Regions from separate parts of the Sus scrofa genome. Here regions 1 and 2 are each linked to region 3. The links are chromatin contacts, called in public Hi-C maps. All regions are on one chromosome and are shown on one strand. The core of a region is the stretch at or near the end of the contact, and the rest is flanking DNA. Distances in the headings are between cores, read along the strand shown. Region 1 has its middle 13 kb from the start of VPS18. Region 2 overlaps INO80 (DNA helicase INO80). Region 3 holds the start of CHAC1 (glutathione-specific gamma-glutamylcyclotransferase 1).

The links. Hi-C and Micro-C count contacts between places; a contact is called where the count stands out from the background.
Region 1: a contact with region 3 is called in a Hi-C map of skeletal muscle, with 2.0 times the contacts expected there. The contact joins the enhancer-like site here to the promoter of CHAC1 in region 3. A contact is called at or near these places in 11 of 47 Hi-C or Micro-C datasets (embryonic fibroblasts, heart right ventricle, liver and 4 more) and 1 of 2 datasets of contacts at active chromatin or transcription factors (skeletal muscle).
Region 2: a contact with region 3 is called in a Hi-C map of skeletal muscle, with 2.5 times the contacts expected there. The contact joins the enhancer-like site here to the promoter of CHAC1 in region 3. A contact is called at or near these places in 15 of 47 Hi-C or Micro-C datasets (alveolar macrophages, embryonic fibroblasts, fetal skeletal muscle and 7 more) and 2 of 2 datasets of contacts at active chromatin or transcription factors (alveolar macrophages and skeletal muscle).

The regions. Positions count from the first base shown.
Region 1 is chr1:130,405,194-130,408,746 of Sscrofa11.1, reverse strand. No RefSeq gene overlaps it. Among named protein-coding and RNA genes, the nearest start is that of VPS18, 13 kb to the left of the region's middle. Within about 2 kb of position 1,371, at least 35 of the 83 cell types and tissues checked have an H3K27ac peak or open chromatin away from gene starts, as enhancers often do. A contact at or near this core is called in liver, mesenteric adipose tissue, retroperitoneal adipose tissue and 2 more, where this site is marked.
Region 2 is chr1:130,318,604-130,322,399 of Sscrofa11.1, reverse strand. All of the region lies in intron 28 of INO80 (DNA helicase INO80), which reads right to left. Among named protein-coding and RNA genes, the nearest start is that of CHAC1, 43 kb to the left of the region's middle. Within about 2 kb of position 1,944, at least 7 of the 83 cell types and tissues checked have an H3K27ac peak or open chromatin away from gene starts, as enhancers often do. A contact at or near this core is called in skeletal muscle, where this site is marked.
Region 3 is chr1:130,360,853-130,364,592 of Sscrofa11.1, reverse strand. CHAC1 (glutathione-specific gamma-glutamylcyclotransferase 1) reads left to right here and starts at 1,261. Exons shown (of 3, transcript XM_021084905.1): 1 at 1,261-1,668; 2 at 2,086-2,121; 3 at 2,952-3,740. The coding sequence starts at 1,261. The coding sequence ends at 3,353.

The sequences.
Region 1 (3,553 bases), core at 122-2,621, 44 kb before region 3:
TTGTCCCAAGAGTTTTCTTGAACCTCCACTGCCTGACCATTAATCTAAGCCCCTCATTCCTCCTCCCTCCCAAGGGCCTTATGCATGCTAGATTTTGCTCACCTCTTTTGCCAGCCTGAATCCCTGCTTTCCAACTCCACAGTTTTGATGCTGCCCTACCTACCGCTGGCATTTAACCATAATGTTGAGGTCCAGCATGGAGGTGAGACTGCCAGTACTGCCATCCATGGCATTTGGCAGAAATGTTTTCTTCCCACTGAGTTCCTGTGACCTGCCCCTCCCCGCCCCCAGCTTACACTTCTTTAGCTGTAGCTAGAGGCTAAGCCCTAGGGAGACGTGGAGCAGGGCCTTCCTGTGACATCAGCTGAGCACCCTTTGCTCCATGGACTGGTGTTCACAGTCCACTGCCCAGCTTAATGGGTGTGGTCTATCAGGCACCCAAACTGAAACAAAATAACAAGTGAGTGTTCTTGGAATCAGACTGAGGTCTCTTGTCCCTGCAGCCTAATCCTCTTCCAAGACTTTTTACTTCCATAGTCCTGGGAGAATCTTCCCCTGCTGATTCTTCCCCAGCCACTAGAACAGCAGGGTCTCTTCGCGGCCTTTGCCAAGGGAGAGGGCCTCAAGCTGCCCATTTTTGATGAGCCTCGAACTCATCTTCCCCCAGAAGCAAAAGTGGGAGCAAATGGGGGATAGAGTCCCACTGGGTGGGTGCAGGGCATCCTAATCCTGTTCCCTTTCCCCTGTTCCAGGAGGATCTGGAGGGCTCCTGGTCCCTTCCTCTCCCCATGCCTAGTAGAGGGCTCAAGGTTCTGTTCCCCACTGTCAGTACTGGGTATAAACCTTGGCCCACCACGGGGTTGGTTACTGGCTTAGAACAGCTTGGGGCCTCTGTCTTTGCACATAATGGGTGCCTACTACTTGTTAGTTAAACAAACACTGCCCTACTGCTCCCTCCTCCCAGAGGACTTGGCTAAGACAGCCTGGGACACCCCTGCCCCTTCTGTCTTCTCTTAAGCCTGCCCATCTGGTCCTAGGCCGCTTCCTCTTTCCTGGAAAAAAGCCCCAAGCTTCTCTGGTGCTGACAGAATGGGGTTCCGTTGAGTCAGGGCAACGGGAAGCTACAGCTCTTAGATCCCTGGAAACCAAGCAAGGCCCGGTGTCGAGGGGAGAGAGAAGGTCCTCAGGGCCTTGGCCCTAAGCCTGGGGGAGGGCCAGGAGGGGTGGGGTGGGGGAGCAGCTGCGTGGGCAGGGGCCAAGATGAATGAGCTGCTCCTGGAGCGGTCACTGGAAATAGGAGGAGTGGCCACAGGCAGTGACGCTGGGATCAGGGCAGGAGGCCTGTAAACAAGGAAGCCACCTGGGGGAGATGCAGGGCGGCCACTGGTCCTGGGGAGCAGGTGCTTCCTGAGGCCCGCCCTTGAGAGGGCCCTGGGGGGCCGCCCGGCCGAGTCGGCAGCAGCCACTAGGGGGCGCTGTCTACTGACTTCCCAAACCCACCCGCTCCATTCCCCTGCGCCAGGGGGAGTGGCCCCCGGAGGGTGTGCCTGCCCTTCTCCTGTCCCCAGGGCACCGAGGGCACCGACCCTGGCTCAGAGCCTGGTCAGCCTTAGTGTAAGCCCATTCACTCTGGGACCACCAACTCCGGCAGTTCCTGCACTACCCCCTCCCGCCCTGCCTGTGCCCCGGGGAGGCCGGGTGCAACGACCCCATTGGTTGGAGGGGGCTCTGAGGCCACCAGGCTCCAGGCGTCCCTTGGTGCTGCTCCCCTTGGCGCCAGGGAAACAAAAGGTTAGGGGGCCGAGAGGGAGTTATCTGGCCCCACCACTACGGGGGAGAGCGGGGGGGGGGGGTGGGGAACATGAGGGGCAGTCCTCCTCCCCACTCCCCCAGCTCTGCAGATTCTTCGAGACACTTTCACAGGCGGAAATTCCCAGAGGTCAGAGGAGGGAAACGGTTAATTCCTTTTATTCAATGGGTCCCCCCTACACGCCTCCCCCTAACTTCCTCCCTCCACTTCCCGCCCCCCCTTGTGTGAACAGGAAGTGGAGAGGAAAAGGTTCTGAGCAGAGCAGCTGGGAGCAGGAGGCAGGGAGCGGGCAGCAGGCTTGGTGCCAGCCCTGCCCCTCATGGTTACTTGTCGGAGAGCCATACCCACTGTGGCTTGGGAAAGAACCTGCAGCCCCGTTGGTGGGTGGCAGCAGAGCCAGGAAACAGCCTTGTGTCGGAGCCCCTTCCCTCAGCCTGCTTCCAGGTCAGAGGCTGTAGCCCTGAGGGTGCAAAGCGTCCTCTGCCCAAGACCCAGCTGTCCTTGCCACTGCAGCCCCACCCCCACTGCAGGCTGGGCATCCCTAGGCTGGCGGGCAGCTCTTCAGGCAGCCATCAGTCCTGGCACTGGCTCCAGCCACTCAGCCCCTTGGCCCTGCCAGTTCTTTGAAGCTCATGCAGCGCTTCCTGTTTGGGGCAGGCGATGCCAGGGCCCCTCCCCCACCATTGTTCTGTAGAGACCATAGGTCCATCTGTTGCCCCATGGTGGGGCCCCTAGGCAGTGCCACACGGGAGCAGCCCCACAAAGGACCCTGCTGGCAGCTTTGCTTATGTGGAGTGAGGCTGGGCCCTGCAGCAGGTTGAGGGTGGATGATGGTCAGAGGCAGGCCTGGGGTGGGCAGTGGGATAGAAGGAGGATGCTAGATAGTTCCAGTTCTTGGGCCACCCTCAGCTTTCTCCTCCCCCTAGAGCATGGAGCCCGCGACATTCAGGGAGCTATACGTGCTAAAGCCACCAGGAGAGAGACCTCATTCTTAGGCCCAGCTTCCAAAAGGGAAAACTGAAGCAGAAGGGCAAACTTTGGTCTAGGGATGGCCCATAAAAGGGGCACAAAGTGGGGTTCTTCTTCCAAAGGGATTAAGCCCCTAGTTTGCTGAATGTCCCCTATCGGGTGCTTTCCTCTTCCTGAGCAGATCTGCCTTTTCTCAGCTCACACCCTGAAGGAGTCCTTGAGCTGAGCTGTAGGAACCATGAGGTCCTGGAGGTTAGAGTGGCCCTGGGTTGGTGACCAGCAACTGATGTCCAGTGAGAACAAGCCCGGGCAGGCCTGGCAGAAAAGGAGAAAGGGGCATTGGTTTGGCCCCCAGGAAGGTGGGTGCTATGCCTGGTTTCCAGGCAGCCATGGCCAAAGGTCTATTTGTGTTTCCCAGGTGTAGAGGCAGGAGGCAGGTGCCGTCTCTCCAGGTCATCACCTCTGCCAAGGCCCAGTCTCATTGCTGTAATGTGGACCTGCTTCCTCCCACAGACTAGGAGCCCAGACATGGTCTACTCCATTTCCGTCACCAGATTATCTGGCTTCTCTCCTCAGCCCAGAACCTGAAACTGCCTAGGTCACAGCCCCCAGAAAGTCAAAGCTGCAGAAACCTCAGAAGCCACAGAATGCTATGGAACCCTGGTCAAGTAAAAACATCTCTATGGATGTCCAGTACCTGAAATTGCTATGCCGAGGTTCCCTAGTAGGAGCAGGGCTGGCGGAGGGCAGGGAAAACTCTTATTTCCTATCCTT
Region 2 (3,796 bases), core at 695-3,194, 43 kb after region 3:
GATAACAGATCATGTTTGGAGGTCTCTTGCAGGGCATAACTCCAAAAATTCTGTACTCTCATGAGAGTTCTGCTTGTTTATCCTTGAATTTTATCATAAAGTTCAATATTTCATAATTGTATTTATAAGATTTCATCTTTCATGGCTAAATCATAAAGGGCAAACCAAAAAGCTAAAAGGCATCTGCCAGTTTACAAATTTCCCATAGATATGGGATGATGTAAATGGAAGTGTGACACCTCACAGCCCATAGGAGAATATTTAACCACAATAAGGCTTCAAATAAAAATTGATAGAGCTCTCCAGGGCCATACTAATCTCTATAGAATAATCCTTCCCACTGTGGCCTTAAGAAGATTGCTCAAGGAGTTCCTGCTGTGGTACAGCAGGTTAAGGATCCAGCATTGCTGTAGCTATGGCATAGGTTGCAGCTGCAGCTCGGATTCCATCCCTGGACTGAGAACTTTCATATGCCACAGGTGCAGCCAAAAAAAAAAAGAGAGAGAAAAAGAAGAGTGCCTAGTCCCATACATTTCTTTCTCCTGTTCTGGTGTGTACAGAGGCAGGGACTCCTCTCCAACAGTTGTCTAAGAGCTGATGGAGTCATCCAATGGCTAGGACTTCTTGTTAGTGTGGGGATGGAGGAAGAGGGATGGGATCCAGAGGGAGAGAGATGGCAGTTGGGATCCATAATAATAGAAAGAGTAGAGGCAGAACTACGGGCTATTTCCATAGTCTGGATAGACAGAGAGTTAAGTCTCCAGATGTGGTAATCACTCACAAATAGGGACTATATACAGAAAAAACACCAGAGAAAGGAATTGAGGTAAAAATGACTTAGTAGCAAAACTTAGAAAACGCAACAGTGGAAAATGCTTTTGGGGGGATATTAACTATGTATTGAGAAGATGCCTATTAATGATGAGGCAGATGGTAAGTAGCAAATGTCTGGCTGCATTTAGTGTAATTTTATCATTCTATAATAGAAAAATAAGGATTATGGGAACCTTGGGTTATTAAAATCAAAGAAATTAGTGTCTATCCTATATTACACTGTTGGATCATTTGTAAACAAAAAACATCTAAACTGAACTGCTGAATGGTTGCTTTCTACTTAATGAATCTAATATTAACAATGAGAATTAATGTCTTAGGGGCTGATCGAAAGGAAGAAAACAGAATCCCAGAGGGCAATATGATGGTTTGGGTGCCCTCTAGAGGGTTAAAAAGGAATCTCAACTCAGGGTCTGTTGAGCCTTAGAGACCAGGCATCAAAGGAGGTCTGTGAAGGAGTCTATGAAATCATATAGCAAAGCCACGTCTAGGTCTCGCACCTTTTTTTTTTTGGTCTTTTGTCTTTTTAGGGCCTCACTGGTGGCATATGGAGTTTCCCAGGCTAGGGGTTGAATCGGAGCTACAGCTGCTGGCCTACACCACAGCCACAGCAATGCAGGATCCAAGCCATGCCTGCAACCTACACTACAGCTCATGGCAATGCTGGATCCTTAACCCACTGAATGAGGCCAGGGATCAGACCTGCAACCTCATGGTTACCAGTTGGGTTTGTTAACCACTGAGCCACGATGGGAACTCCTAGGTCTCACTCTTACTTTTCTTTAGTAAATGGTCCCTGAGGTTACTCTGCATCAAAATACACAGATAGTCCTGGGCACATAGCTGATTGCAGTAAAGACTAGCTGAAATGACTAAGAGATCCAGAATGAAAGAAGACACTGGAGCTTTATATGTTTACCAAGAAATTATCCACATTACACTCACTTTTTCACATGTTTCCCAAAGGGTCACCCCAAGTAATCAGATAATCAGATAATGTCATAGGGTAGGAGGAAGGGAAACAAAGGCCAAGGCATCCCAGAGCAAAGACCTTGTGAATGGCTTCTAGGATCACGCACTGGTCACATGTTCTGAATGCTGCCCAGTCAGGACATCCTGGCCAAATAGTCTTTAGTCTCAGTCAGACTCTTTCCTGGAAGGATCCCTCATAAATAAATCTTGTATGAAGGGAATGTAAATGGCTTTTTATAGGAGTTCTTGTTTACTCTGGCTGACCTTTGAGCCACACAGCTTTCCAGTTGAAACTACAGTTTTTTTCCTTTTGATGTCTTTTCATTAATAATAATGAAAATATTTGGCAAGGCATGCTTTTTTGTTTTCAAAAACACCTGTTTTTTTCTTTTTTTTTCTCCCCCTTCTATATTGGCCTACTACAGCCACTCAGATTTCTAAGTTGAGAACCTTCCTTCTATTTGGAGGGGTCTGCCTGACAAGCTTCTGATCAGCACAGGGACAGTTAAGATTCCATACATAAGAAGGAGATTATTTCCTAGTCATAATCCTATCTCTAATCATCTACCTCACATTGTAGGAAGGGAAGGACACTTTAGTCTGTTTTTCTGTTTTGCCTACTATGCAGGTGTTAAAATGATGGTTCCTCAAATACTGAATCTAAATAAAACTCTTCGCTCCTTAATACTCAAGTTGTAGGTAAGGTTACTCAGGAAAGCTTAAAACAAGTTATTTACTAAGTAGATCTAGTAAAATTTAATGGTGAAAATACCCTTCTTTTAAAGTGAAGATTTTCAAAACTAATGCACGCTACCGGGATTGCCCAAGTAAATGCTTCACATGTTAAATAAGAGATTTTAGAAGTAATAAGTTAGATATATCTAGTGATTTTTTTCCTACCAAAAAGTCGCTGTAAAATATACTGAGCCCTGGAACTCACAGTCCAGTTTTCTAGGAGTTGGTTCAGATAGAAGAAAAGTTGTAGCTCTGCAACTCAAAAGCCCAAGTTATTAGGAGTCAACATATGACAGCTCTGGGTGGAATCTAAATCAGAACTTTCTACAAAGCAATCTGTGAATATGCAGTCTTAAATATTCATACTCCTTCACCCAATAAACTCTCTTGTTTTAATCTATATTAAGAAAATGATCCAAAAAGATGACAAAGCTTTATAAACAAAGATACTCAACATTTTGACAACATAAAAAGTGGTATATCTAGTGTAATGGAATACCGGTCATTAAAAATATGATGACAAAGACTTTTTAAATAGTATGTGAAAATATTTATGATATACTCTTATGTGGAAGAAATGAGGACACAATCATTACCTACAATATGGTACCAACATACAAATATAACTATATAACACATTGAAAACTAGAGGGATATACGAAAATATTAACAGTGATGGGACTATGGATGATTTTTACTTTCCTTACCAAGTATTTCTCAAATTTTCCTCAATAGGCATTATAATATATAAAGGTCCCAACTGTTACTGGAAAAAAAAATATCTTTGCTATAAATGAGATAATCAAATGCAAATTATCAAACCTATTAGTGGTGGAAAAAACCCTCAAACCGTAGTAAGTAAGACGTATTACTTAATGGCTTTTCTTCCAACATACAACTCATGCCATCCCACACCAATGTGCCCCAATCACTGACGCACTGGAATGCTTGGAGAAAATATAGGCACCCTGTGGAAAACATAAAGTCTATAGATATTGTGTATAAGATTCTTGTCAGTTTGATCTTTGAGGGTTAGACCAAGTAAGGTCATAGTGAAACATGTTTCATCTGATTTCAAAATCAAGAAATGAAAACAATCAGCTGGCAAGGTTGCTATATGGAGTGCTAGGAGGTACTACTATGCTTATACATGTCTCAAATAATCAATTTAAGAATCAGCCAAAAGCTTCTGTTAGGTGAGCAGGAAGGTTAGGCCATTCACAAGTTGCTCCAAGGTAACGAACTAAAGTAGGTA
Region 3 (3,740 bases), core at 12-2,511:
TACTTAAACTGTTGTGCCACAAGATAACTCCCATCTTTTACTAATATTAATGTGTTACTTGTTTTGTTTTTAAAGATCTAGCTTCATACTATACACTCCATAGTCCAACATTCCTACTGGAAAATATATCTTAGGCACCTTTGGAATGGTTCAGTGTGCAGATAATTTTTAGTTTAAATATCTAATTAGAACCGTATGAGAAGCAATACTGTCATTTTCCCTGCCAGGGGCCTCACCCTGTTCCTATCAGGAGTCCCTCGGAGCCAGTTCTACCGCCTCTGCTTCCCTTTTCCAGTCAGACAGCCCCTGGCCGCTGCTTAGAAAGTTAACCTCAGGTGGCCTGTGGACCTTCTGTGGGTCGGGAAGCCAGTAGCCAAGGGCAAAGGGCCCCTACAGTCCTCTGGGTGCCTCAATTTGACCCTCCTTGCTGTCGGGTCAGAACTAAACCCATCGCCTTGAGGCATAACTGGCCCAGCTTTCCTGTCTTTATGGCTTTTCTCTGCAGGTCCGGTCACTACCTTCAAAATGAAGACGGCACTTCCAAGCGCTCTGACCCGCTTTCCCTTGAGACTATTTGGGCTCAACGGCGTCCCATTCCTAGCCCGGGGCGTAGCCCTCACGTGAGGCCCATAAGCTTGGGACGCCGGGTCTGACTCAGTCTCTCGCAGCCTCTGCAAAACCCCTTGCCAACCCCGTGACTCAGTTTCTCCACTTGCTCACGCGCGCCAACGGCGTGAGGCACCTGTGCGGAATGCGGAGGTGCCTCCAACAGCTTCTCCAGGGTACATGCTCCCAGGCCAAGTCCCAGAGACGGGCATTTACGCCGCCCAGAGCGCTCCTTCTGGATGTGTCCTGCACTGGCCTTGGTAATGAGTTCGTGCAGCCGGAGGTGGCAGTGACTCCGCCAGGTGCACCGGCAGGACTGCTTGGGAGATACAGGCCTGAGGCCCGACCGCCATGGTTCCCGAGGGACCCAGGCCATGGAGGGGCTGCCGTCGAGACGACCGGTGCCCGTGTCCGTGCCCACTGCCCGCCGCCTGACGCAATCCGAGGCACCCTTGCTGCATGCGGGAGCTGGGGAAACCTCCCCCGCCGTTGCATCACTCCTCAAGGTTTGCTACTGAGGTGGAGCTGAACCAATCAGCCGGAGAGCTGGGCCTGGGACAGGCCGCGCAGTTACCCACTCAGAGGGCTCCGCGGTTAACCGAGCAGCAAAGTACGAAGGTGATTGGCCAGAAGAGATTTGTCCCGCCCCAATAACCGCGGCAGCTGGCAAAGGTAGGTGGGGCTTCCTGGCCGGAGGGTTTAAAGGGTGCCTCGGACCGGGCCGCGCAGCTGGAGCGACCAAGCGGTGCCAGGCCAGGTGTGCGCGTCCGTCGGTCCTTCCGTGCCCCCGCCGGAGACCAGCCCCGGAGGCCGCCCGGGCCCGTCCCTGTGCCCGGCACCATGAAGCAAGAGTCTGCAGCCCAGAACACCCCGCCAGCCTCACCGTCCCCCTCGCCGCACCCCCAGGACGACAGCGACCCCCAAGCGTTGTGGATTTTCGGGTACGGCTCCCTGGTGTGGAGGCCCGACTTCGCCTACAGCGACAGCCGGGTGGGCTTCGTGCGCGGCTACAGCCGCCGCTTCTGGCAGGGAGACACCTTCCATCGGGGCAGTGACAAGATGGTGAGCATGCAACCATGCCCGAGTGAATGAAGAGGCTGGGGGCAGAATAGTGGGCTCCTTACCCATGCCCTGGAATGTCCGGGCCCGTTTGGGCAGAGGGTGACTCCATCCTGATGGGGGAAATGTGACCTGTTGGGGGGACGGGGGGGCGGGGGGCGTGGGGCGGGTGTTCTGGCTTAAATTTTTGTGCCTAGTGGGTCACTGTATAATGGCTCCAGTCTGATCCTGTCGACCACCGTATTGATGAATATTTTTGATTGCAAATCTGAGCCACTGCCATGTCTATTTCTCCTGCACTGGCTCTCTGAGGCCTGGGACAGAAGGGTTAATAAGGATTTCTTCAACCACTGATGGCAGAGCTCATTCCTAACTTGTTTCCCCCCCACCCCCACCCCCCAACCTCTCTTCTCTCCTTAGCCTGGTCGTGTGGTAACCCTCCTTGAAGATTGTGAGGTAAGTGCCAGAGTCAAGAGAGAAACCCAGCATGGAGGGATGTGGGTCCTTGGCTGCAGCCTAGATTAGATGTCCCTCTGGCTGAGGGGAAGGGTGGTCTTGGTAAGCTCTTCTCACAAGAATCACCTGAGGATCTTGTTAAAAATGTAGATTTTAGGAGTTCTTTTATGGCTGTGGCACAGTGTGTTAAAGAGCTGGCATTTTTACTGCAGTGGCTCAGGTCACTGCTGTGGCATGGGTTGGATCCCTGGCCCAAGAACTTCCACATGCCGTGGGTGTGACAAAAAAATAAAAATTTTAAAAATGTAGGTTTTTGGAGTTCCTGTTGTGGTGCAGTGGAAACGAATCCAACTAGGAACCATGAAGTTGTGTGTTCGATCCCTGGCCTCGCTCAGTGGGTTAAGGATCTGGTATTGCTGTGAGCTGTGGTGCAGGTCGCAGATTCTGCTCAGATCTGGTGTGGCTGTAGTATAGGCTGGCAACTGTAGCTCCAATTAGACCCCTAGCCTGGGAACCTCCATATGCCGCAGGCGTGGCCCTAAAAGAAAAAAAAAAAAAGTAGATTTTAATTTAATAACATTTAGTGTGGACTGAAACTCATTCCTAACAAGCTTACAGGTGATGCCAATGGTTCTCAGACATTACTCTAATAGGATTTCTGTTCTTGAGACCAACTTATCAAAACCCTATTAAGGGAGAATGGGGGCTTGATGAATTTCTACTAGAGGGCTCATCAGCCCTCTGTCAACCTTCCTTAACAGAGCAGAGTCCTGGGGGGTGGGCCGAGAAGGAGCTGTGTGACTGACCTCGGTGCCCATGTTTTCTCCTAGGGCTGCACTTGGGGCGTGGTGTACCAGGTGCGTGGAGAGCAGGTGAATGAGGCCCTGAAGTACCTGAATGTGCGGGAGGCAGTGCTCGGTGGCTATGACACCAAGGAGGTCACCTTCTACCCTCAAGATAGCCCTGACCAACCACTCAAGGCACTGGCCTACGTGGCCACCCCGCAGAACCCTGGTTACCTGGGCCCTGCGCCCGAGAAGGCCATCGCTACACAGATCCTGGCCTGCCGAGGCTTCTCTGGCCACAACCTTGAGTACTTGCTACGCCTGGCGGACTTCATGCAGCTCTGTGGGCCCCAGGCACAGGACGAGCACCTGGCAGCCATCGTGGATGCTGTAGGAACCATGCTGCCCTGCTTCTGCCCCACTGAGCAGGCTTTGGCACTGGTCTGAGGGGCTGAGCCCCTGCAGGGAGTGCCTACGTGGATGCTGAGGCCAGGTCCCCACTCCAGTGCACACAGACAGACTTGACACAGCTGGGGCCCTCTGAGAGACCTTGGTGGTTGGCTGGGAGCCTCTCTTAAGCCCCTGCCTGTCTGCCCCAGCCCCCAGCTCTCTTGCTTGACACTGACTACTTGAAACTTTATTTATTGCACCATGTTGGTGTGGTGGGCAGGGTGGGGGGCCTGCCCTGGACACAGGGGCCCTGCTGAGCGGTGCCCTATCCCAGGCACCTGGTGCCTGACCAGATTCCCCCCAGTGCTGCTGCTAACCCCATACTACCCAGGCCTCTACCTCCCCAGGGAGCCTCCAAGAGCCTTGACCTCTGCCCCCCAGCCC